Linked DNA regions of Ovis aries: region 1 is linked to region 2. The links are chromatin contacts, called in public Hi-C maps. All regions are on one chromosome and are shown on one strand. Each heading gives the region's core, a stretch centred on a gene start, on an enhancer-like site or on the middle of the called end of the contact. The rest is flanking DNA. Distances are from core to core; before and after follow the strand shown. Region 1 has its middle 15 kb from the start of PSMD7. Region 2 overlaps WWP2 (WW domain containing E3 ubiquitin protein ligase 2).

The links. A called contact is a pair of places that touch in the nucleus more often than the background predicts.
Region 1: a Hi-C map of omental adipose tissue shows a contact between it and region 2, with 4 times the contacts expected there. The contact joins two enhancer-like sites. A contact is called at or near these places in 13 of 16 Hi-C or Micro-C datasets (blood, hypothalamus, liver and 7 more).

The regions. Positions count from the first base shown.
Region 1 is chr14:36,526,862-36,532,814 of ARS-UI_Ramb_v3.0, forward strand. No RefSeq gene overlaps it. Among named protein-coding and RNA genes, the nearest start is that of PSMD7, 15 kb to the right of the region's middle. Within about 2 kb of position 2,175, at least 11 of the 54 cell types and tissues checked have an H3K27ac peak or open chromatin away from gene starts, as enhancers often do.
Region 2 is chr14:36,407,229-36,413,353 of ARS-UI_Ramb_v3.0, forward strand. WWP2 (WW domain containing E3 ubiquitin protein ligase 2) reads left to right here. Exons shown (of 24, transcript XM_060398453.1): 3 at 471-618; 4 at 973-1,094. Among named protein-coding and RNA genes, the nearest start is that of WWP2, 30 kb to the left of the region's middle. Within about 2 kb of position 1,708, at least 19 of the 54 cell types and tissues checked have an H3K27ac peak or open chromatin away from gene starts, as enhancers often do.

The DNA.
Region 1 (5,953 bases), core at 925-3,424, 120 kb after region 2:
GCTCTTTAACCCTAGGGTTTCTAATTACTGATCTTTGCTTTTATTATATCCTCATTTTTTTTGTTCTTACTCTGAAGTGTTTCAAGTTAAATTAGACAGTCAGGAAGGGTCCCCACCTCTACATGCTGTAATAAGTCCCTAATAAAATCAGCCAAAGCTACAAAATTATTTTGGAAGTGAAGAGCAGATCTGACTCTGTTTGTCACCCAAAGTCTTTAGTGGGGCTCAAGACTTTACATAAGTAAGACCTCACTGGATTTGGAAATCTCAGCTGTTGCTCCCCCACTGTCCTATATCAGGGCTCACGGCAACCTTCTAGAAAAACTTACACTAAAGATCTATGTGCTTCCATTCAGGGAAATGCTTATAAACATCAGGCTGTTCTTGGTCTTGAGCTAAACTTAGCAACAAGGCCCCAGTCTCATCTTGGGGAAGAAAATTGAGTCAGTGCACAGAATTATTACCTCTACTTAGTTCTCAGCAGTCTGCCCCATGAATCTTTTTCTCCAGGTCGCTCTGATTCTGACGTTGGTTCAAGTTCCACAGTCACAAACTCACTTTCCTGTGGTCCATGCTGCGAGTCAAGCACCTATCAAGCTGACTCAGAGAGGTGCACGTGATTTATCTTTGGCCTGCTATCTGTTATTTGTACCTTCTGAACATCATCCTGGACTCAGGGCCTCGCTCCAACTCAGTCGGTCCCGGTGACAGTGATCATTGTTTTCTTTTTGATTCTGTCACAGTTTTGGCCCCTTCACCTTGATTCTCTTGTCACCTCTCCAGATGGCCTTGATGGTCTCCATGACATCAAATCCCAACTCTAGTTCTCTTGCCCAAACACAGAACCAACTCCTCCACTGAGCCCTGGTTCTTTTTGGTATAAAATAGTACTAGAAACCGAAATGTGGGGGTTCCATCAAAATGGTACCATGAACTCATGACTTGATCAGCTTCTTGGCTTCACAACCATTAAAAAAAAAAAAAAAGAAAAATATAAAAAAGAGAGAAAAGGCTGGCTCAGAAACAAGATAAACAAGTTCATGGGTTATAAATAAAACAAAGATGCAGAATGTTGGGCAAGATGGAACCGTTTGGGTCTCCTGCACCTAGAGCCTGGCAGTGGTTGCTGAGAGTTCAGCTGCTGTGGAGTAAAGGGTCTAATTATGCTCCAGAATAGATGGGGGGTGGGCACCAGTTGTGTACCTGATATGGCTTTGAGAAAGATGGAGGCCCAAGGAGGCAAACCCCTTAAGCCAAACCATCCCACTGGTTGTGGCCTGGATCTGTGACATTCCCAGGTTACTCTAGGCTAGGGCCCCAAACTGCCATTCAAGACCAGGCTGCAGAATGCACGGACAGCAAGACAGGACATGGCAGCTGCAAACCATCCGACAGGGAAGAATGAGTGCGGACGGAGGAGGAGGGAAAACAACTCCCTACTGAGAAATCTTGGCTCCGCACTTCTGAGAAAGACTGTCCTGAGTGGTCTCTTGCCTGAAGGTCTTTGCTGTAAGGGCAGTAGGTGGCTAGTGGACTCTCATGGAGCCTTAAGTGTCATTGTTTTCTGGGGGGTGATCAGTTTCTCCAGAGATGAGTCCTCTGCACCTCACCTGAGCAGGAGACTATCCCCGAGTCAGGTGGCCTGCCTATAGGCTTCCTGGGAGTAAGAAGCAGGAAGGAGCCAGGGTTCTCGGAGTCCTGACCACTGACCTTTTCGTTCCCCCTGGCCTTCTGCTCTGGCTCGAATCCTTGCAGCCAGCAGAGTGGAGGGAGCCAAACTGTACAGGGCTTCGGGGGTGGGGACCCACTCTTCTGTGTAGAATCTTTTACATACCCCAGTTTTCAACTTCCTGCCTTCCTGCTGCCCCCAAGTACTCAGTCTTTGAGGACTCGCTCATTTCCTTTCTGCATCTCCCTGTGTCTGAGGTTAAGATTTCTCCCTGGTTAGTTACACTCCTCCAGGTCCAAACTCTTTGTTAAACGACCTTGTCCATTGCTGAATCCTCTTAATGTTCTCTCTGTCCTTGTGGATTAAGACTTTTCATAAAGTGTTCTTCATAGTTGTCTCAGCGAGGCTGGAGAGGGAGAAGAGGCGCCTCATCTGCTGTCTCAGTTAACTTCCTCTCCTTTGATAGGTCTGCCTGCGGGCAGCTTGCAGCTGTGCAAAGAGGTCCCCACGAGGGCTTGGCTGTTCTGTTATATTGACTTTCCACTAAGCTGCTGTGTTTACCCCCGTGGCACTAACTCCGATCTTAAGCCTGAACCTTTCCCAGCTCAGAACCCTTGTTGGCTTAGCTCCTGCCGTGTGAACTCTAGGCTGGGGCTCCTGCTGCTTGGTCTCTACTCCTAATTTCCTCCTTCCAGAAATGTGTCGAAAACCACCTCTCATTTGCTGCCTCTCAAATTGGGTCAGTTGGCAAGGGGGAAATAGGAGATCTTTGACATTCATTCACACTCGTTTCAGTACAGTCTCGGGAGGGAAGAAGGATAAATAAATATTAATATATATATGATGTCAGAACTTTTTTCCTGTTTATTTTTCTAATTGGAAGATTGTTGTTAATTGGAGGACATTGTTACAATGTCATGTTCGTTTCTGCTGTACAACAGTGTGGGTCTGCTCTATGCATACACATATCCGTTCCCTTCTGAGCCTCTCCCCGATCCTGCTCTTCCAGGTCATCGTAGAGCGCCGAGCTGAGCTCCCTGTTACACAGCAGCTTCCTGCCAGCTAGCTGTTTTACACACGATAGTGTGTATGTCAGTGCCTCTCTCTCAGTTTGTCCCACCCTGCCCTCTCCCTGCTGAGTCCACAAGTCTGTGTGTCTGTTTCTGTCCTGCATGTGATAGGTTCATCAGTACCATTTTTCTAGATTTCATATATATGCGTTAATATATGATACTTGTTTTTCTCTTTCTGACTTTACTTCACTCTGTTATGACAGACTCTAGGTTCACCAGCATCTCTAAAAACAGAACGGATTTTTGCTAATTCGCCATCATTTTGCACCTTATCTCTTAAGAGCATCAACTTGGTTCCTAACTCTAGGGGTTTTATATTGTTTTGGTTTGTCATCTCCAAAGCCACTGGGGGCAATAGGTAGTCCTGCTTATAAACAAGAGGGATGTTTTGCTTCTGCATTTTCTATTAGCATCTTTATTCTAAGGTTTTCATTAGGCACTGAAATTTATTTATTTATTTATTTTTATTTTTTTAAAAAAATCTTTAATTCTTACATGCATTCCCAAACTAGGCACTGAAATTTAAAATGAAAACCCTATATAGTTGATTGTGGACTATCCTGGTGAATTCTTATTTTTATCTGTAGGGGACAGGCTTCTTAAGTGCCCCCCCATGACCCTCCTGATATGCACACCTTGTGGTATCATTCCTTTTCCTTGAGTGGGAGTGGTCTAGACACTTGGCTTCTAACAAACAGAATGTTGCAAAGGCGATGGGCTCTCTCTTCTGTGATTAAATTACCAAAGATTGGGACCTGCTTCTTGCTTACTGCCTCTATTGCCTTCTTGGCTTGTGTACTTTTCTTTAAAAAGAAAAAAAAAGGTATGTATGTATGTACTTATTTGACTATGCCGGGTCTTAGTTGCGACACAGTGTCTTCGATTTTTGCTGCAGCGTGCAGGATCTTTAGTTGCGGCATGTGGCATGTATTTCCCCAACCAGGGATTGATCCCAGGCCCCCTGCATTGGGAGTGTGGAGTCTTAGCCACTGGACCCCCAGGGAATTCCCTTGGCTTGTGTACTCGGATGAAGCAAACTGCCAAGGTGGTGAGGCCCACATGGCAAGGGACCGAGGGCCTCTTCGTGTCAGTAGCCAACGAGGAACCGAGGCCCTCGTCCGACAGCCTGTGAGGAACTAAATCCTGCCAGCAGCCACGTACTCCTGAACCTTGAGACAGCAGCAGCACGGCTGACACCTTGATTGCCACCTGTGAGTGTCGGTGAGCAGCGGACCCAGCTAGGCTGTGCCTGGGCTCCTGACAGAAACTGTGAGAACTAATGTATATTATTTTCAGCAGTTTAAGTTTATGGTAATTTGTTATGCAGCAGTAGATAACTAACACACTATCCTAGCTCAGGTGAAATGGTCTTGGATTAGCATGTCTTATATGTACCAGGTCCTGAATGTGGCAATGATTTTTTGTCTTTTTTTTTTTTTGGCTGCACTGCACAGCATGTGTGGATCTTAGTTCCCTAACCAGGGATTGAACGTGTGCCCCTTACAGTGGCAGTGGGGAGTCCCAATCCCTGGACCAGGGAAGTCCGTGGTCATGATTTTTAATAATGAGAGCCTTGGCATGTAGTTCAAAAACAATCACACCAACTAGGGATAAAGGCAGAAAGGTACCAGCATCACTCTCCTTCCTTTTCTTGGGGAAAGAAAGTACTTGGGAGTGGGAGTCCTTTCAATCCCCACCCTGAGCCCATGGCCTGAAATCACTGCCCGGGTGGTACTGATGGCCTCAGAGGCCTTGGGTCTGGCCGAGCCTGCAATGGTGCTCTGTTTTGGGGTTGTCATTTGTTATTATTTGGGCAAGAGTCGGCACGAGTCTTGTCCAGACACTCAAGGACAATTTTGGGTTCGTTCTCTGTATAATCACAGGGTGAGCAGTAGGTAGACGATGCCAGTACAGCAGTGAATGCGTCTGGAGGACAGGCTCTGCTGTTCAGGACTCCCACTGGGGTTGGTTCAGGGGCACGTCTCCCGCCTCAGTGACGCCTCCCTCACGAACATCTGGGCCTTGGTGAGTTGTGGGTGTAGAAGCACTCTTTTCTCCTGGGATGGAATGCATTTCATCCTTGAACTTTGGGTTTTATAGTCATGGTTATTTGCCTCTTGGGATTGGTTCATGTTGGTTAAAATATGGGGCATATGGGGTAGGGGAGGAGTAGCTCATACATTCAACTCTGGCTTTTAGCCCATCCCTACTCTTGAACAAGGGCACAGATCCCTGAGGTGCCAGTGTCTGCCTTGAGGTACAGGGAAGCCCCAGGTTAAGTATATTTTTCCCCCAGCTTTATTGAGATATAATTGACATAATGTGTTAGTTTAAGGTGTACAATGTGGTGATTCATGTACATGTCGTAAAGTGATTGCCACAGTGAGGTTCACTGACACACCCATCACCTCACGGAGTTCCCATTTTGTTGTTGTTGCGACCATTTAAGTCTGCGTTGTGGTGAGAACTTTTAAGTTCGACTCTCTTAGCAACTTTCAAGTACAGGATACAGTCCCAGAGTCTTATCTGCTGAGGGGATAAAGCCAGGGTTGAAAATGAAGCAGAGGGGATAATAGATGAACTGAGGCTGTTGATTGGGTATTTTGGTTAAAAGTTAAGCCAGATTATCACTGATCAGACGCTAGCTGTAGCATACAGATAGAGGTAGATACTGGTGCTATGTTGCAGAGAAGGACGACGCTTTGTGGGTCGTAATAGACACATATGTATGAGAAGAGATCTTAAGTTGGGAAAGGACTGATCCACAGAGTGCTGATGGTAAGGCAAAAAAGTTAGTAGTTTTATCTACATTAAATAAAGGTTGTCTAACTTGCATATATGCAGAAACTACCAATTTCTTAAAAACAGATTCCCAGAGATTCTAATGCAGTAGGTAAATTGTATAAATTTACAAAGAAATAAATGATATCTGAAAAGGGGTAATAAATGCTCCCTATGCACTGTAGCTAAATGATTTTACTACAGTTTATTATCATCTGTTTTCTTCAGGTTATTTTTATCTATTGTATCCATATTTGGGTAATACTATGTTATGCTGTGCTATATGCATCTTTTCCCAATTCATGTTGGCCTTGAAATCAGCTGTGTTGGGAGTATTTACACCAGGGAAATTGGCAAAGGCCACAAATCAATACCCTTCCTCCTCTTTTTTAGAGACCTGGTTGTTATACATTTACCAGCCCTTCACTGG
Region 2 (6,125 bases), core at 458-2,957:
ATGCAGATACTTTATACATTTGTAGTCATTTTTCCTGAGCCAAAAGTTGGAGGCAATTTATTCAACTATGGAAGAATAGTTTACTAAATTATGGCATATCCTTATAAACGGGCTTAGGTTATAACTTTTGAAATGAATTTTTTGGGGAGAGGATTTTTAAGGAATTAGGGATGTAAGAGATGAAAGTCTAGAAAAAGTCTGTATTCACCAGATAGCAGAAAAAGTCTGGTATGACTTAATGATAATCATCCCAGTGTTTTCAGGTTAGGAGTGATTTTTTTTCTTATCTTCTTTTCTTGTGCTATATATATATTTTTATATCCTCACATTTTAAAAAAGTCTTTTTAGAATGAGGAAAAAGCAAAATTTCCTTTTAAAGGAAACAACAAAAAGAGGTAGAACTTGTGCCACAGGGGGGCAGCTGGGAGCCCTCTGACTCATCCTTGACTTTTTCTGTCTTTCCCGGCCAGTGGTGTCAGCAAAGCCCAAGGTGCATAGTCGTCAACCTCGAATTAACTCGTTTGTGGAAGTGGCTGTGGATGGACTCCCCAGCGAGACCAAGAAGACTGGAAAGCGAATTGGGAGCTCTGAGCTTCTCTGGAACGAGATCATCATTTTGTAAGAGAAAACCCCGTCTCTCCGAAGGCAGCTCCCCTGGGGGAGGTCGAGAAGTGGGTGGTGGGAGATCCAGGTGTGGTGTATCAGCCTCTAGTCCCCTGCCTTGGGTACCTGAGGTGCCTTCTCTTCAGGTGTTTTTACACCGTGGAGCTCACAGAGCAGTCATTGTTTGCTAGATGGTTCCAGGGTCAGCTCGGGTGGGGGTGGGGTGGGGAAGGGTGTCTGTGACTGTCTTCCTCTTTGGGGTCTCCCCTCTGGTCTCCAAGAAGACAGCAGTAAATTTCTCTGCCTTCTTCTCAGTTACAGGAATGACTGGCCTGCTTGGTTGTGATGAATCAAGTATTTGTTTTCTAGGAATGTCACAGCCCAGAGTCATTTAGACCTGAAGGTCTGGAGCTGCCACACCTTGAGAAATGAACTGCTAGGCACCGCCTCCGTCAACCTCTCCAATGTCCTGAAGAACAATGGGGGCAAAAGTATGTATGGTGCAGGGGTGGCTGACGTGATTCATCTGTGGGTGTGGGGAAGGGATATGAAGGCGGGGATCTCTCTCAGGTGGCGGATAAACCTGGTTGACCCGTTTCCTCCCGGGCCAGGGGCCGCAGTGACTCTGCTCCCTGTGCGTGGGATCCCTGGAGTTCTAAGAAAGCTGAGGGCTGCCCTCTGCCTCTACTGCGGGACTCAGCCCTCTTGGTCCAGGGCCCTTCGTGTTGGGATGCAGTGACATTTCCCTCTTGATCTTTCCTCAGGGATATGTGTACTCTCCTTCTGCCCCTGCCCCTCTTTTCCTGATGGGTGATGTGTAGAATCAGACTGTTGAATGCTTCCAGCCTAAATCATTATTTTCCCAGTCTGATCCCTCAAACAGAACAAAGGAGCTCTGCGCATGTGTGTGTGTGTGCACGTGTGCCGTGAGTGTCTGCATGGGATGGTGTTACAAACGGCGCCCTGTGCAGGCACTTGATAAACATTTCCTGTATATTGGAATGTGATGGAAGCTCCATCATGATTATTCAACGTGTCTCTGCTACACAGAGATCTAAATCCTAACGTCTGTTTATTGCTGTTTGTGGTCAGTGGAGTAGCTTGTGGTTGGGGCATCTGGACCCTCCCTCATAAAGCCTCTATTCAGAGCAGCACCAGATGTGGTGAGGGAATGCCACAGAAAGAAAGCCTCCTTCTTCTCTTGATGTCTGCTGTCTAGCAAATATTTTCTGAACATGGATGTCGCTTGAGAGAGAGGTGGGGCTGGGGAGCGCTGAGATTCAAGGGTCTCGCCTTTTTGAGCCTGTCCTTTCTGATGGGCCTGGTGAGTGCTGTTCGAGGCTCCCCTAGTCTCTTCCTTTCTGCTGGGCACGCAGTGACATGCATCCACTGTGGACCTGGGAATCATCTGAAATCAGGGCCTGCCTCTGTTCTAATTCTACAGGGAACTACCCCCTGCTCTGTCTTCTGAGTTGGTCTTTATTTTCCCACATGCTAGTCTACCTTTTATAGTTTGATTCTCAAGGGTAATTATGTTTACTGTGTCATTTGGAAATATACTTCTGGGCATTCTCTTGTTAGGATCATCAACCGACATGCGTGTGCTTTTCTCTCCTTTTCCTCGTGTCCAGTTGGCGTACTTTTGCTTTCAATGGCAAAGGTAATTGTAGAAAAATTGGGACTTACACCAAAGCACAGACACACAAAGAAAATAAATTCTCCTGGAAGCACAGTACCTGGTGATAATTACTATTAACTTTTTGATATATACCATTGTGAGGTGTTTTTTTTTCCTGTATGCAGTGTCTTAATATTTAAGAAGTCAGTGAAACAAAATTGAGATCATACATGATCATATTATTTTGCAATATGCTTTCTTTTTCTTCAAAGTTTATTAATATAGAGACTTCCTTGATGGTTCAGTGCTTAAGACTCTGCTTCCACTGTAGCAAAGTCTTAAGTAGGAGGCATGGGTTCAATCCCTGGCCAGGGAACTAAGATCCTCATGCTGAGCAGCATGGCTATAAAAAAAAAGAAACATTAGAATGTGTTAATATATTTTTATTTTAATTGTGATAAAAAACACATAACATAAAACTCATCTTCTTAACCATTTAAAAATGTATAGTTGAGTGTTATTAATTTCGTTCACGTGATTCTGTAGCTATCACCTCCATCCATCTCCAGAGCTTTTTCATCTTGCCAGACTTGAACTCTGTCCCCATTAAACAGCAACTTCCTTGCTTCCCTCAACCTCACCATTCTGCTCTCTGTCTCTTTGAATCTAGATATTGCCTATAAGTGGAATCATGCGCTTCTGTGGCTTTCTTCTTTCACTCAGCATAATGTCCTTAAGGCTCATTCACGTGGCATGTATCAGAATCACCTTTTTTCTCTTTTTAAAAAATGTATTTTATTTTATCTTGGTCAAGCTGTGTGACTTGCAGGATCTTAGCTCCCCAGCCAAGGACTGAACCTGTGCCCTCAGCAGGGAAAGCACAGAGTCCTAACCACTGGACCACCAGGTATTTCCCGGGAATCACCTTTTTAATGTTGAATAATATTCCATTGTATGGATACACCACACTTTGTTGATCCATCCATCCATTAAAGGACACTTGAATTGCTACTTTCTTTCCTACAGTGAACAATGCTGTTGTGAACATGGGTGTGCAAATATCTCTTCAAGTCTATGCTTTCAGTTCTTTTGGAAATATATTCAGAAGTAGAATAGCTGGATCATGTGGTAAATCTCTTAATTTTTTGAGGAACTACCGTACTGTTTTCTGTCATTGCAGTTCCATAAGATATATCAACATAACTTTAATTGTTCTTCAGAAGTCAGTTTTTGATGTCTGTCTGGTAGTCGTCTGTCAGATGACTGTGTGAAAATTTAGGGTTAAACACGTGAGTAATTTTCAGTGGTCACAGATAATTTTCACAGTCACAGATAATGCTGTGATGGTGCTCTTACAAGTTTACAGATTTTTGTACCAGTTTGTTAAATTACTGAACACTGACTTGCTGGGTTTAAACATTTTTCAAGGCTTTGGACACATATTGCAGGATTACTCTCCAGAGAAGTTCTCCCCATTTATCCTGCCATCAGTTTTTGCCGATGTGGCTGGTTTCTATTGTACTTTGGCATTTATTAGATTTGTTTGTAAGAAGAAAAAATATGTGTGTGTGTGTGTTTGGTAATTAACATTATGCCAGATTTGCTTCATCTGTTTATTTTTGGCTGCAGTATTTTATTATTTGTTTATTTTATTATTATTACTTCATTTCGTATGTATTTCGTTTTTGGCTGTGCCTGCTCTTTGTGGCTGTGGGGGGCTCTAGCTGCCATGAGCGGTGGCTCCTGTCTGGCTGCAGCGTGTGGGCTTCCCATGGCAGTGGCTTGGGTAGTTGTGGAACATGGATTTAGTTGCTCCTTGGCACGTGGGATCTTCCTGGACCAGGGATTGAACCGATGTCCCCTCCCTTACAAGGTGGAATCTTAAACACTGGACCACCAAATTAGCCTTGGCTTCAGTATTTTAAAGTAAATTACAGATGTTTCAAGCTTTTATCCTAGATTCTTCAGCATGCATCTCATTAAAAAAGGACTTTTTTATTTTAAACACAGTTACTTTTTTTCTTTTTACAAAAGTACTATTGTCACATCTGGCAATATTTACATGAATTCCTCATTTTCAACTAATACCCAGTTCATATTTGATTTCACCATTTATCTCAAGGTATTGTTTTACAGTTGGTTTCCCTGAACCTGGGTTTGGGCAAGGTCCCCTCCCTCCTTTTGGCTGTTATGTTTTCGAAGTCCCTCTCCTCCACTCCACTTTTTTTAAGGCTATGATTTACTCCAGGAGACAGAATGTTTTTTAAAAGTGTGTTTGTTGCCTTATTAATGTCCTTTGCTCAGTTTTGAACTGAAATTTACTTATACTGTATTTATATTATTTATACTGCATTTTAAATTTATTTATACTGCATTTTTCTCTCTTGATTTTGAAAGAGCTCTTTATATATTAAGGTTGTTATTCTTTGTCTTATAATTTTTGTTTTCCCAGTTTTTCATTTGCATTTTAATTTTGCAATCATTTAAAAAATTTTTTTCCATACCGGTGTTTTAAATTTTGTAGTCAAATCTTTCACCTTTTAGGTTTTCAGCCTTTTCTTTTATGATTTGAAAGGCTTTCCCTCATTCTGAGAACAGGTAAATGATCATTTTCCTCTAGTTTACTGTGATTTTGTTTTTTTTAACTTAATTCTCCATCCAAATGAATTTATTTTTGTGTTCACTGTGAGTAGGGATATCATTTATTTTTTATTCTATTTTTTAAAAAACTGGAATGTAATTGCTTTACAATGTGTGTTAGTTTCTGCTGTACAACAACATGAATCAGCCACTTGTGTACATATACCCCCTCCCTCTTGATAAGGATCTAATTTAATTTTTCCGAATATTTAACTGATTACTTTAGCACTGCTTATTGAATCTATATCCCCAGTGACTTGAGTTGCTACCTTAAGCATATATTAAAAACATATGTATATCTGGGCCTGTATGGGGACTTTATATTTCATTTGTTGTTTAGTTTCTAAAATCTCTGTTTATGTATTTGCTCTGATCTTAGTGGCAGTGCCTGGAATCTTTTAGTTGTGGCGTGTGGGATCTAGTTCCCTGACCAGAGATCAAACCCTGCATCGGGAGCTTGGAGTCTTGGCCCCTGGACCACCAGGGAAGTCCTTGTTTGTTTTTTTAACTGGCCTTTTAAAATCACTTTGTCTTAGCTATTATAACTGACAGTTCAAGTTTCTCTTCTTTTCAAAATCTTCCTGTTTTTTTCTTTGCATGGATAATACCGTCACATGAACTTCATTTTATTGGGTTCTCCCCTCTTTCTATTCTCCTACCCCAAATCCCTTGAGATTTTGTTGGAATCCTGTCATGTGTAAAGTTTCCTTTATGGAGAATTTTCATACTAATTCTTCCTACATAGGAACATGGAATGTCTTTAAATTCACTCAGGTCATTTTGAAGTTATCTTCAGATAGATTCTTTTAATTTTTGAAGAAGCTTTGATATTATTTTCAGTGGGATAATTTCCTATTATGTTTTTTGACTTAATGTTTGTTATTGGTATATGGCTATTAGTGTCAGTTGCTGACTTCTCAGTATAGATTTTCAAGTTTCTTTTGGTAGACTTTTTTTTTTTTTAAATGTGGGCCATTTAAAAAGTCTTTATTGAGTTTGTTACGATATTGCTTCTGTTTTTCTGTGTTTTGGTTTTTTGGGCCACGAAGCACAGGATATCTTAGCTCCCTGACCAGGGATCAACCCACACCCACTGCATGGGAAGGCAAAGTCTTAACCACTGGGCCATGAGGGAAGTCCTTTGGTAGATGTTTATATGGTTTCTAAGATCAATAATTTTGCTCCTCTTAGGAGTTAATTATACTTCTTTTTCTTATCAGTTGCTTTGCATACAATTTCCTGTTTTAGTGGCGATGGAATAGGT